Linked DNA regions of Macaca mulatta: region 1 is linked to region 2. Evidence: chromatin contacts called from public Hi-C data. All regions are on one chromosome and are shown on one strand. Each heading gives the region's core, a stretch centred on a gene start, on an enhancer-like site or on the middle of the called end of the contact. The rest is flanking DNA. Distances are from core to core; before and after follow the strand shown.

Region 1 (6,304 bases), core at 1,433-3,932, 170 kb before region 2:
TATTGGCATAGTGCTAGTGTGCCTGGGAATTATGCATGACAGATCCATGTTAAAAAAAAAAAAAAAAAAGTTTTGTATTATTACCTATGTGCCACAAAATAGGCTTAAGTTTTCAATGCAGAAAGATCCTTATTGTCATCAAAATACTTCAAACAGTAATTTAAGCACATACACATTGCTTAGAAATGGAAAAATAACACTAAAGTGAATCACTGTTATGTTTGACAACGGCAATTCTAATTTTTTAGTACTTTGTTTTACACCTGTTTCTCAAAGTGTAAAACTGTATCTGAGGAGAATAATAAAAACTAGTATCTACTGAACATAGTACCACACACGGCAATAAATTCTTTTCATGTACCATCTCATTTAATCCTTAATAATCTTAAAAGGTATCGACTGTAACTACCCCCATCTCAACTAAAGGTCATGAATAAACAATTTATCCAGGAAGTAGCTGAGATAGATTTTAACCCAGAGCCCAGAACCAAGATAAATGGGAGAAGAAGAAAGTTGCTGAGGAAGATCAGAGATTTAACTCCCAATGTAAAAAGGCATACTATTTATTGATGATAGATAGTCCCTCCCTATAACCTGGAATACTTTTCAATCTTGGCTACACATGAGAATCACCTGTGAGATTGTATTATTTATTTATTTATAATTTTAACTATCCATGCCTAGGACCCATAATTTTAACTATCCATGCCTAGGACCCTCACTTAGTACCTGGCCTTCAACTGGCCTGGGGTAGAGCAAAGACAAGGGTCTTTTTTTAAAGTCACCCAGGATTCTAATGGAGAGCTAAGTTTGAAAATCACTAATAATTCTTTGCTACCCTATTAATCTCTCCAGGTAGCCAACCACAATCAAGTTTACTGATTACTTAGGTTCTGAGCACTTTGTCCACTATTACATTTTCCACTTTCAACAAAGTGCTTAGTTTTTCTTCTCCTTAACAGAGGTAACATTACAACTACAGCGGCGTCTTTTTAAATGACAAGATTTAGCTTTTCTTTGATATGAGGAATGTAGAAGGAGGGATAGACGGCATGACAAAGTGTGGAAATCACTTCTTTAAGCATCCACATACTCCTGAGGCTTAAAACAATGCAAAAAGGTCATAAAAGTCAAAATAAAATCAAACGGCAGGTTATGAATTCTGTGATATATGTTAAAAGTTTAACATCCATGATATTTGGTTGTATTTCTTAAGCTGGTGACAACACTTAGAAAGTATTACTGTGGTGATAAATTCCACTGTCTTGTCATGGTGCTGTGATGGCAATTATGCAGTGTTTTTACCCTGTTAAGTCACCTGAATATAAACTAACAGGTGCTAAAGAAATCAAAGCATTACATAAGCATACTCAAACAACAATACAGCTGGTCATATGAGAAATGCAATTATTTTGCTGACAAACTTGTATGAGAAGTCTCACTGTTTCCCTAAGTTATTCACAGCACATCCCACTCACTCTTCACCAAAATATAATGAAGACTATTCCAGATATTTTCAGACTTGCTGGCTCTTTTACTGAAAAAGTGAAGAAGTACAGAGATACCTGGCAAGTATGGAAGTTTGATCTATGATTTGAACAAGAGATCTAAAACGGAAGAGTATCAAAACATCAAGTGGTACAAAACTGTGGACTTCATAGAGAAACATTACAAAACTTCCTGCTTCCGGACAGCTCATTATTTGGTTCAAGTCTTCACATTCCTTTATTTGTCATGGTCTTTCCGAAAGCTTTCATTCCTTATTGTTTAATACCAAACTTTTAATGTTACTAGTGGGACTTTCCAAATTAAGAAGCCCCAAGTTCGTGCCCCAAGGAGGAACTTCAGGACTACAGTTTTCCCTCAGCAACCTGAGCAGAGTGTATGTCCCTCACGTAGTTTTTTGTTGTTGTTGTAAACATATTTCTTTCTGCACATCTTAAATTTGTGTTCAACTATGTATTTTTATCACGTACAACTACAAGAACTTGCATTAGTTGTGCGGAAATGTGTGGAAGAACTGGGAGAACTGTGGGTATGTGTGAAACAGACACGACAGGGAGCTTCGCTGCCAATTGTCACTGGGGTCTCACACGACCCAGATCTGGCCTCTGAGCCATGTCACTGGGTGCAAAGGCACAGAGAACCACAGGATAACTGGGCGAGAAAACAAGGAGGCTCCCCGTCAATACACCCTGAAGGGGAAGGGTGGCCCGCAGGACAGACCCTAATGAAAACCCGTGCCTACTGGGATCGTCACATCGCCCGGGCCTGTAGGGCCTGCTAAAGAGGTGTGTGGAGGAGGAAGGACAGCGTCCGTCCCCACTTCGGAGACCCAAACAAATGAAAATAAGCCAAGTTCTCACTTCCTGGTCGCCGACTCTTTCCGAAGGCCACCGACACCCGACGGACACAGGGGAAACCGCGCTCCCGTGGAGTAACGGGGCCCACCCCAGCCCGCACCTCCCGCCCTCGCCCTTCTCCGGGCCTTACACGGTGACGTGACCGGAGCCGCGGACGACCACCGGGTCCGGCGAGTACTTGAGCAGCTGCTCCTCCAGGGCCCGCTCCTCGTCCTCCTCTTCCTCATAGATTTCGTCGAAATCCGCCATCCTGAGCCTCCGAGAGCCCCTGCCCAAAGGGGCCTGACTCCCGGGATTGGCGCCGGGGTACCCGCGGGCGAGGCGGCGGAGGCTGAGGGGGGGTCGCCGCTGCCGCCGGCTCCGAGGCCGCGGAGTTCGCTGTCGGCTCTCTCGGCTCCCGCTACAGAGGAGATGGGGTCGGGACCGTCGCCGCCACCGCCGCCGCCATTACCATCAGCAATAACAACAACACAATGTCAACATCCGCCCAGAGGCCAACACCTCCACAAGCACAGACGCCGCTGCCGCCGCCGCAGCAGCAACTCAGGCAACCACAGCAACAGCCTGAGCCACCCGCAGCGGGAGCAGCCGGCTACGGCATCGCGAGACTTCCCGGGCCTACGGGTGGGCGGGAGCGTGCGTGGGCGCGTGGGCGCGCGGACTGGCTGGCTGGCGGGCGGGCGGGCGCGCGCACGGGCGGCCTCGCGCGCTCCCAGGCCGCCGTCTTTCCTCTGCTTCCACCCGCGGACGGCGCCCGAGGCGCGCGCTCCCGCCGGCGCGGCCCCGCCCGCAGCTCCTGGGTCGCGGACCCGGGGGGCGGCGGCTCTGCTGACTGGAAGCGGTGACCTACGACTCCGACAACGCAGCTCGGAATGTCCAGTGGGACATTCAGTTCCCCAAAGTCATCTCTAACCAAAACAAACAACTGAAAAGAAAAAGCCCTGGCTGGAATAGACACATTTTTGTGCGTGCCATGCCGGTTTCTCTAATAATCGCATCTCGCTTTTTCTCAGGTTTTGAGTCTATGATGAGTACCAGAGTCTCTTTTTTCCCAATTTCAGGAGTCCAGCAGAGACATTGCAAACATGTGTGTCCACCACAGGATTTTCCAAGACATCTCCAAATTCAAACATCTTGTCCCTTGATCCCCTTTAATATAATCCAATATATAAGGCCAACGATGCTGGTTTTTTTTTTTTTTTTTTTCTTACAAGAAATCTCACAGTAGTCATGCTATGAAAAAAAAAAAAAAAAAAAAACTGATAAATTACCTGGATTCCATATTAGAAGACGCAGTTTCTTGCCCTAGCTCCCTCACCAAACATAACCTGGTTTGTGTTGTTGTTTCCTTAAAACCTTAGGGAATCCCTTTCCTTTTCTTACCAGTTCCTACCACAAAAAAAGACCTGAAAGAAAGGGAGGAGGGGAGGAAGAAAAGGAGGCAGGAAGGAAGAAAGGATGGAAGGACGAGAAAGAATGAAAGAAGAATGGGAGAGAGAGAAAAAAGGAAGGAGGGGAAGAAGGAAGGAAAAGGTTTAATGGAGTCTACTTATCTGCCTCGTAACAGTTGAAGGGTCACTTCGGGTACTTGGTATCATTAAGCATATAAACAGTACAGGGGAAGGGCTTCTGAGAAGAGAGTCCTGGACAGTGAGGACACATCATGGGAGAAGAAAGGATAGTTCTACTGAGCCCAGCGCTGGTCAGGCTATTCTCCAAGTGCAGTGTTCATGTCACAGTAGTCAGCTTTAGATGGGTCACTGTTGACGTGGAGAAAGTGCAAAGGAGGTCAATGAGGACAGTGAGAAATGCCAACCTCCTATTGGAAACAACTGAAGGAAATTGGTGTGGTTAGCCAAGAAAAGATGAAGGAAAACACAGTAGTTGTATCAGACTTATTGTATGCCTCCCTGGAGGATATTTGTTCATTCAACAATTATCTCCTGAACTCTAGCTATGTGGCAGGCACTGTGGGTGTGTGTGAATGAGGCACAGGCCCTGCCTTCCGGTAGCTTATCTATTGTTAAGGCAAGCAATTGTCATCTCTGCCAGGGGCTCCTGGAGGAAGACACAGGGAATATCAGCGGGGCACACAGGAGGCAGCTTGGTCTGGTATTTAACAATGTGGGTTCTGGAACCCGACTACCTGGCCTTGAATCTCAGCTCTGCTACTTACTGTGCGACCCTGGACAAGTCACTCAACCTCCCTGTTCAGTACCTGCCCCTTTGGGATGCTCAGCAGATTCAAGGGCTTAAGATCTGCGAAGTGCTCAGAAGAGGGCCCAGCACACAATAAATACAGGGTGATAATAGGTGATGCTTAAGGCTCTGCAGCTTATCAACCCTATGAGGGTCACCACAGCATTATGTAATATTTTACTGCTTATAAAGCATGTGCATAATACATCATTTAATATTCCCCTAAGAACCTGTGAGGTGAGCAAAAAGGGTGTATTTATTTTCAGATATGCTATGTTTCAGAGATGCTATGATATGCTATACTTCAGAGATGCTATGTGGCTTTCTCAAGGCCATGTGACAATTTAAGATTTAATGGTCTAATTGAGTGGGCCAAGCTTTCCTGAATGTCTTTTTGTTTTTTTTTAAAGACAGAGTCTCACTCTCTCACCCAGGTTGGAGTGCAGTGGCACCATCGTAGCTCACTGCAGCCTTGAACTCCTCAGCTCAAGCCATCCTCCCTCCTCAGCCTCTGAATTTCTTTCTTGGCAGGAGCCAGGAGACTAGTGGCTGCACTCAGTTAATGGAAGAGCTGCAAATGGGAAGATAAGAAAGAGAATAAGAAGGGTCAGTATATCCTGGCACAGCCCACACCTGTGGTCAAGATAAGGGGCTGGTGCCCCAAAGTATCTAAATCATCACATAGCTGACAACTTCCCAAAGATGGAGGAAGCGACACAGAGCTCCTTAAAACTCTAGCACCTTCCACAGTTCCTGCTTCAGAAAAGGAGCTTAATAAATGTTATCTGAATTGAGATATAGTGTTACTAGTGCTCTTTCCAGAACACTGTGATTTAATTAGGCTTCAGAGGACTGTGAGAACCTCACCCTTATCTTCACACTGGCTCGATGTGGGAGAAATGTTCTTATTCTAAGATCTATTCAGCAGAGAGATCTTTGTAACTCCCACTGCCTGGGTATACGGTGCAGGGAGGGAAATGCCTTTTCTTTTTCTTTTTTCCTTTCTCTCTGTGTGTGTGTGTGTGTGTGTGTGTGTGTGTGTGTGTGTGTGTGTGTGTGTGTTTTCTTCTTTTTTCTGCTCTGAAAAACCTGTCAGAGCCAGCAAAAGGGTGTGGGACCTAGGAACAAGGCCAAAGGGGTGAGTGGACATGAGTCAAACATTTTCCTGATGAGAATTGACATCATAATTCCAACCCCCCACCTCCCCTCCGCCCCACCAACCTTCCAAGATCCAGTTTCCTGTGAAACTCCTTCCCCCAATTGCTTCCTGGAGACAAGCCGCTTTTCCAGGATCCTCTCACTCTGTGTCCAGGTACTCCCCTGCACCTTGCTAAATGCCCATCCCTCCATAGCCTCCTCTTCATTGGAGTTTCTCTTTACATTCTCGCCTCACATATTTTTATATTTACCTTCAGACCAAATGGCTCAAAACCAAACTAGATAACGTCTCCGGGCCTCGGGAGTCAGCAAGACTTGTTTTTAAGGCAAATGTTCCTTAGTTAATTCCCTAGATTTGAAAACTTCCCAGTTCCATTTCTACCTCGCAGAATGGCCATTGGCAGCCTCACCTTTCTAAACTTCCTTTTCTTCATCTTCAAATGGAAACTATGTCATGGGTTTCTGGAGGATCAAATGAGATCATGCATGTACTATGGACTGAATTGTGTCCCCCATCCCCAAATTCATATGTTGAAGTCCTATCCCTCAATGTTATGGTATTTGGAAATGGAGCCTTTGGAGGT
Region 2 (7,235 bases), core at 3,743-6,242:
GTCTCACTATGTTGTCCAGGCTGGTTTTGAACTCCTGACCTGCAGAGATGGGAGGATCGATGGAGCCTTCCATCTCTGACTTTTAACATGGTCTAGAAGGCCTCCATGAGCTCTATCTCACCTCTTTTTTGCTCCTTCCCCGCGGACCTTTACAAGGTGCAGCCATTCCAAACTCCTTTCACTTCTGATTATCTCATGTTCTCTCTCACCTCCCGGCCCATGCAATGAGGTTGCTCCCCAACTACATTCTTACTCCTCTTAGATTTGCAGAGAAGCCTTCCCTGAAAGAAGCCCTCTCCCACCTCCCAGATTGGGTTAGGCTCCTCCTGTGGCTGACTTCATTGTCTCCCTCCAACATTGCTTAGAACGCTAAGTTGCAACTTTATGTCTAATTGATTGCTCCACTAGTCCATAAAATCTAGGAGGAAAGGGCTGTATCCTCAGCCCTTGACACACGGCCTTGTACATCTTAAGTATGCATATGAACCACTAGGACAACCCTATAGGTTGTGCATGATTATTCCAATTGTTGTCATTGCTGTTATTTTAAATAAAGATGGGGGCTCACTATGTTGCCCAGGCTGGTCTTAAACTCCTGGGCTCAGGTGATCCTCCCACCTTGGCCTCCTAAAGTGTTAGGGTTACAGTCGTGAGCCACCTTGCCTGGTCAATTATCCCCCTTTTAATGGATGCGCAAAGAGTCGAGGTTCCACTGGTTTTCCACTGCAGTGTCTCTGCTGAAGACTTAAAAATAATAAATAATAATAATAATAAAAAAAATCACAGAGCTGTGCTGGACTGCTGGGACTTCCAGAGGACAAGGCCCTCTCTTCAGTGAGGCTGATCTCCACAGAGCCAGCCCTCCTTCCCCTCCCAGCCACAGCTGTGTGTTGGAAAGCTGGAGGCCTGGGCCCCTAATAAAGAGCAGACCTCCCAATCTCCTCGTTCCCTCCCCCTCCCCTCACATGGTTTTTCAAATTAAAAGCAACTAAAAGGAAAGACCTAAGGAGCAGGAGAGGGCGGAGGCACAACAACATGTTTAAACCGAGGAAGGGGGCTCTCTCGCGAGGGAAGGGGTATCCAAAAGCCAGATCCAGAGGGTTCCAGTCCTACCAGTCTGTCCCAGCCTCTAAGGAGTGTATGGCCCACCGGGCTGGACTGGACCAGGAAACAAGTTCTTGTCCTCAGGTCCGTAAACAAGCTGTGGTGTTAGGAACCCTCTGCTTCTACTTCTCCTTGGAGAGCGAGCCCCTCAAACCCAGAAGAGAGGCTGCACCTTGAGATCCAGCCAACAACCACAGAGAAGAGGAGGTGGGTGCGGAGTCCTGGGGAGGGTAACTTTCACCTCAAGCTGCACAGACCCATCTCGATCTTTTTGTAGAATTCCTCCTTTTTCAAGACTTGTGCCGTTCTGAATTCTGAGCGTGCAAAGAGACTCCTTAGAGCTAGCTTACAAGCCTCAGCTGGGGCAGACCCGAGGCCAGGGCGTCCCTCTCTCTGCGAGGATCCCTCACATCTGTGCGTCGCCTCCACTACCTCCGGGCAAAGGACCCTTCCGCGCTGGACCCAGGGAGGGGGCTATTCCAGATGCAGCCAAGGGTTAAAGGGGGTGAGGGAAGGAGCAGTTCGCACCATTTTCTTTTGCAAACCACCAAACGGGCCCTTCGTTTTCAAACTGTGAAGCCAGAAACATCCTCTGTTCCCTTGCCCCGCCCATCACCATTTGAAAAAAATAATTCACAAGTTTAAACGTGATTTTCACAACTAACGGCTTTGATAACTGTTACATTCGTAAGGCTTCTAGAGCAAACGGACTTGAATTCTTCGAGGAAAGTACAATTGGGGGTGGGGCTGGAGAGCAGTGGAGGAGAAGACACAAAAAGCCAACTCAGCGGGAAGCGCCCTCAAAGCCAAAGGTGTGGCCCTCGGAGCTGCGGCCGCCCTCGCCCGGGAGTTGGGGCCGGGAGAACGGGCCCTGGAGGCAGGGCAAGGCACGGCGAGATTTTGCTTTTGTTTATAGTGACCGTTTTGATCTGGTTGTAAAAAGTTTACGAGGCCCTCTTTTTGAAGGTGAGCTCATCGACTGCACCTTTTTATGCCCTTGCTCCCAATTTCATGTCGCCTGCTGGCGTAGATGCGCAAGGCCGAGGACAGAACTGTCACAGTCCCTACCCTTTTCTCCTAACTTCCCGGCCCGGCTCAATTCGGGAGTTGAGCCTCCTTCCTCTCCGCACGCAGCCTCCCCGACTCCCCGTTTGGGGAGAAAACCCACATTCTTAACCCCTTGATAATCCCTTAAGGAAAAAACAAAACAAAAAACCCCAAGAGGCTGAAAATTAGAATCCGGGCGCGGGTTGAGATCTGCGCAGAGCTGCCCAGGCCGGTGCAGGTCGCTCCTCTCCGGGTACACGTGATGGCCTGGTACCCTCCTCCCACCTCCCGCACGGCGCCCAGTCAGAAGCACAGGAAGGGGAGAAAAGACCCGCAGCCCGCCTCAGGAGGGCAAGCTTTCTGGCCCCCTGCGGTTCCGGGGCCATCCCGGACCCAGGGCGTCGAGGGACCAATCTGGAAGGATCTTAGAACAAACACTGGGAGAACGCGGCAAGAACTCGCCCCGCCTTCACCCGACGCTCCGGACTGACTGCCGGGCGCAGACCCGACTTCTCCCGAACCAGCCTCGTACCAGCCTTAGAAGGCGGAAAACAGGATTCAAACCCGCCTATGAGCAGTGGTAGGGGCGGGGGCTGTAGGGGCAGGACTCGGTTTAAGGAACCAACCGCCTCGGTTCGAGGGTCTCCTGTCCGGAGGTTGCTCCTGACCACTGGGTTTATTTTGTTTTGCAGAGGAGGCAGATGTTGACCTCTCTTCTTTGCACAGTCTCTCCGCGAAATCTTCCCCCAACCATTTGCTTTCTTGCGCCACCCCCCACCGGGGCACTATCCCCGGAGTCAGCTCCTCAGGCCTTTAAACCTTCCAGAATGTCACACATGGAAACCTTTAACAAATGTTTGTTAATGGTCATAACAAAGGCATCATTCAAATTAGGCAGGTAATTACTACCAGAAGGACAACTGGGTGCTCGCTTGCTCATCCATTGCTTTCTGCTTTAAACTCCTGAGGAGTCGCTGCCTGGAGCCACTCCCGCCCGGGCTGCTTTTCGGGCCCCATTAAACTGCTCTGAAATGAACTGTGAAGTTACCATTTGTGGGCGGAGAGCGCTGGGGCCCTGCGGACGGAAGACCCTGGCTTGACCGGGCTAGCAGTGTCGCCGAAACAAAGCAGTCCTTCTGGGTAGGCTCTCTGTCTCGCGTCCTACCCTCTGGGGCAACTCGCCTAAAAACCCAGTTCTCAACTTAACAGCAAGAAGCCCAGCAGCCGCGTTTGCCTTTTATTCCGCACTCTGATTTTTGGGGGGAATCGTTTGTCCCGCTCATTTTCTACAAACATTACGGTATCCTGTTAGCATTCCGAACAAGGGGCTGTTCATATATTTGCCTTCAATGATTTCCTGAAGGAACATGTGGAAGTAATAGCGAGCTGTGCAGTCACCCGAGCTGAAGATGCACGAGAGCAGGTCGCGTAGAAGAGCTGGGGCAATGGGGCCCCCAGCGCAGCCCCAGGCGCCCTATTTCCGAGGCTGATACCCCAAGATCCTGTCCTAATTAGACACAGCACCGCGCCCGTTGGAGTACTTCTCTGTGACTCTCCTCTGTCCACTGCACTGTGTCCACTCCTGGTGAAGGAGGAGACGGCTGTTGGACGTGCCAGTCCCAACCTGGCCACCTTGGCCATTTTCAGAGTGCTTGTGTGGGGGTGGGGTTGAGGGAGAAGGATGAAGGATGACCCCCAACCCCAACAAGAGAATTCAAAAATCAGAGAGCGAGAAAGGTGAACGCGCTCCCATCCCCCGCTGTCGCTGGGAAGCCCCACTCTGCCCAGGTCTGGTTTCTGGAGCATCAGCGCCCCCTTTCCCTCGCCGGCAGGATCGTTTCCTCCCGACACTGGCCTCGCGCCTTGGGCGCAGGGTTTGGGGCTCAGCTGTCAACTCCGAAGCATTCGTAGGGTTCGACCCACTCGGCGGGAGGGAACGGAGGGAGAATCAAAAGGCACCCTCTCCCACGATGCGGAGGCGGCGGGACGATTCCCCAAACGCCCAAGCTTGAACTTTTTTGTATGCGAGTTAGAAGCCAGGGCAACCTCGCCCAGATAACCCCCAAAACAAAGGCACGACCAGATAAGTGACTTAAAGGGAGTAAAGGTCGTTCTATCGGAGAATGTTCCAAACCTACACAGACCCTCTTTTCTTTGTACCCTATTTCAGACTCCACCCAGTCTTGCACACACACACACACACACACCCACCCCACACACAAAACAAAAACTCATCGTTGTCATATTGGACTCAACAGTTTGCCTAATCCCGTTAAAGAACTAGCAACTATATAGCCCTTAGCCCTTCCCCTAAAAGACCCTTAGTTCAAAACCGCGCAACCGCTTGGAGATTTCTCCCGAGGGCCCTATTTCTAGTTGGGCCGAGTTTGTAGAAGGGACGTTTCTTGATTCTAGATTTATATTCTCTCTGGGTATTAAATGCAATTTTGTATGTTCCTTTTCTTGTTTTCAAAGAGAACACAAAACTATAGCAGTCTAAGAAAATAACCCCAAAATGGGGAGGCAAACTCATTCTGGAAATGATGGGCTGTTTGTAGTTTCACAAAACCGCTTTCCCGGCAGAGCACCAACACCTCCCCCTTCCACCCCCCCATCCCATCTGGTCGGCTTCTCCCCGCCCCCCCAGTTGTTGTCGAAGTCTGGGGGTTGGGACTGGACCCCCTGATTGCGTAAGAGCAAAAAGCGAAGGCGCAATCTGGAGACTGGGAGCTTCAGAGCGCAGGGGAGTTTGAGCGAAACTTTTATTTTGAAGAGACCAAGGTTCGGGGGGGGGCTTATTTCCTGACAGCTATTTACTTAGAGCAAATGATTAGTTTTAGAAGGATGGACTATAACATTGAATCAATTACAAAACGCGGTTTTTGAGCCCGTTACTGTTGGAGCTACAGGGAGAGAAACAGAGGAGGAGACTACAACAGATCATTGGAGGCCGTGGACACACTCTTTACTCCATGTGTGGGACATTCATTGCGGAATAACATAGGAGAAGGTAAGGAAGAAGAAAAAATGATTTTTTGTTTATAAGAGAAGTCCCTGATCAGACTCTGGGACTGGAGAAAGGGAAGTAACTTCAAACTTTGGGCGACAAGAAAAAAAAATGGAGCTGGATTCCAAATGTGTGTCCAGAGAGGAATTTTTTTTTTTTTTTCGGAATAAACTTCACTTGGGGATGGGTGGGAGATAACCATAGAATTAGAAAGTCTAGGGATTTTTTTTTAAACACACATTTTCCAGACCTATTTTTAAAAAACAATGTTTTTCTAACAACCCTATGGCCTCCCAAAGAAATTGTTTAGGCTTACATTTTTGAGGTTTCTTTTGGGAGTGGGGGTGGTGTTCATGAATACTGGGCCGAACACCAAGGAACTGGGGGTGGAGGCAGAGGTGTTTGCCCTCTTCTTGGCAGTGGGTCCTGGAAGGCGACAGGTTTTAAATGAGTGTTTTCATTCCTCGCCTGCGGTTTGGCGGGACAGCGCTGCAGCCCGTGGTGTGGAGCGCGGCTGGGGGACCAGGGGAGGTGGGGAGAGGGGAGCGCGGAGGGGGGCGCGGGAAGGGGTTGCTGGTCGCAGGAGGCGGGCAGGGCTCGGCTGGAGACCGGACCTCCGTGCTGGCCTGCAGCACATGGAGCCGGTCGAATGCGCGTAATTACTGGACGGCGCTGCTCTGGGTGAGAGTCCGGGCCAGATTTGGCGCAGCGGTGACGCGGCTGCGGGACAAGCAGAGGGGCGCGGGCGTGGGCAAGGGTTTGGGGCGCTCTGGAGGGGTTTGTCGGGTCAGTGAGGTGCTAGGGAGAGCGGGTGCCTGCTCGGCTGTACGCTCGGGTTGCACGCCCTAGCGCGGGGGCGACAGCGGCGGCGCGGGCGGGCGGTCTGGAATAATGACAAACACATTTGGCCCTGAGTGAAGAAGTCGATGTCGCCTCGCATTCCAGCAACTGGGATTTGAGGAATTTCGAACCGCACACCAAGGGGTCCTCATTGTGCGCCGTGGCCCCCGCCCCCGCCCGTCTCCCTGCGCCCCCTCCTCGGTGGAACCGTTTCTGCATTGCCCGGGGCTCTGCTGCCGCTCAGTTCTGGCCTCAGGCAGGAAGAGAGGAAAGGTCTCCAGGAAAGTGTCGAACTTCTTGTAAGTTAGGGACCACTTGGAACTGGGGAAATTTGTTTGCAGGTAAGAGAAAGGTGGGAGGTAAACCACATTCTCCCTCCGGGCAACTGAGCCCTGGGCACCCCCTACCCGGCGCCCCTCTCCGCGCGGGGGTGCACGGCACTTGCCGTCTGCGCTCGCCCAGCGCTGCTCGGTCCTCTCTAGTCGCCCTTTTTCTCCATTCTTCTCCCTGCCGGGTTCAGAGCCGTCTGTGCGTACTTCTCCTTCCTCTGCTGTCTACCCCCATGGAAACAAGGTTTATACACGATTAGCTCCGCCCGGCTGCGTCCGGGGAGCGGGCTGCGTCCGTTTGACTCTGAATATGTGGGATCAGCTGTTCTATTCCGAGAGGGTGACGGCCAGTTCGGAGCGACAAGGAGTGTGGCCCGACCCCAGTCCGGTTGCGGGAGGAAGCCAGGAGCCGGGGCCGGGCCAGGTGTGCGGGAACTGTCGGTGACCTGGCCTCGAGTCTTGGTCGGGAGGGACTTGCTGCCCAGGCCGGCTGTCCGTTGTGCATCCCTCCTGCAGCCAGAGGGCCGGTCCCGCACTTCGCTCCCCCAGTTCTGCTAAGACCTCAGGATGTGCGCAAAGAGTGCCTGGAAGAACTTGCCACTCACTCCATCTCCCTGGGTGGGAGGCAAGCATGGATGGGACCCCTATCAGGTCCCGACCGCCCCACGTCCGAAAAGCCCCGGGCTGGGCGGTGTGGGAAATGGCTTTTTGGCTCCGAGGCCGAATTGCTCAATGTTTTGGACCGACTCGCCTCGCCGCGGTCGCTCCTGACCAGAACTAGACAGATTTTTGGAGCAGGGAGAGGCATCCAGGGCAAACGAGGCACGACAATCCTCCGCAGTGCATCTCACCCAACAAACATCCCGCAGCCACAGAAGGGGAGGAAGGGGTCCCGGGCGTGCGCACCT

Evidence for each region. A called contact is a pair of places that touch in the nucleus more often than the background predicts.
Region 1: a contact with region 2 is called in a Hi-C map of blood, with 2.6 times the contacts expected there. The contact joins the promoter of CHIC2 here to the promoter of PDGFRA in region 2. A contact is called at or near these places in 2 of 14 Hi-C or Micro-C datasets (blood and fibroblasts).

Annotation. Positions count from the first base shown.
Region 1 is chr5:79,434,596-79,440,899 of T2T-MMU8v2.0, reverse strand. CHIC2 (cysteine rich hydrophobic domain 2) reads right to left here and starts at 2,682. Exons shown (of 6, transcript NM_001257545.1): 1 at 2,494-2,682. The coding sequence starts at 2,612.
Region 2 is chr5:79,264,240-79,271,474 of T2T-MMU8v2.0, reverse strand. It overlaps PDGFRA (platelet derived growth factor receptor alpha), which reads left to right and starts at 4,992. Exons shown (of 23, transcript XM_015138691.3): 1 at 4,992-5,161.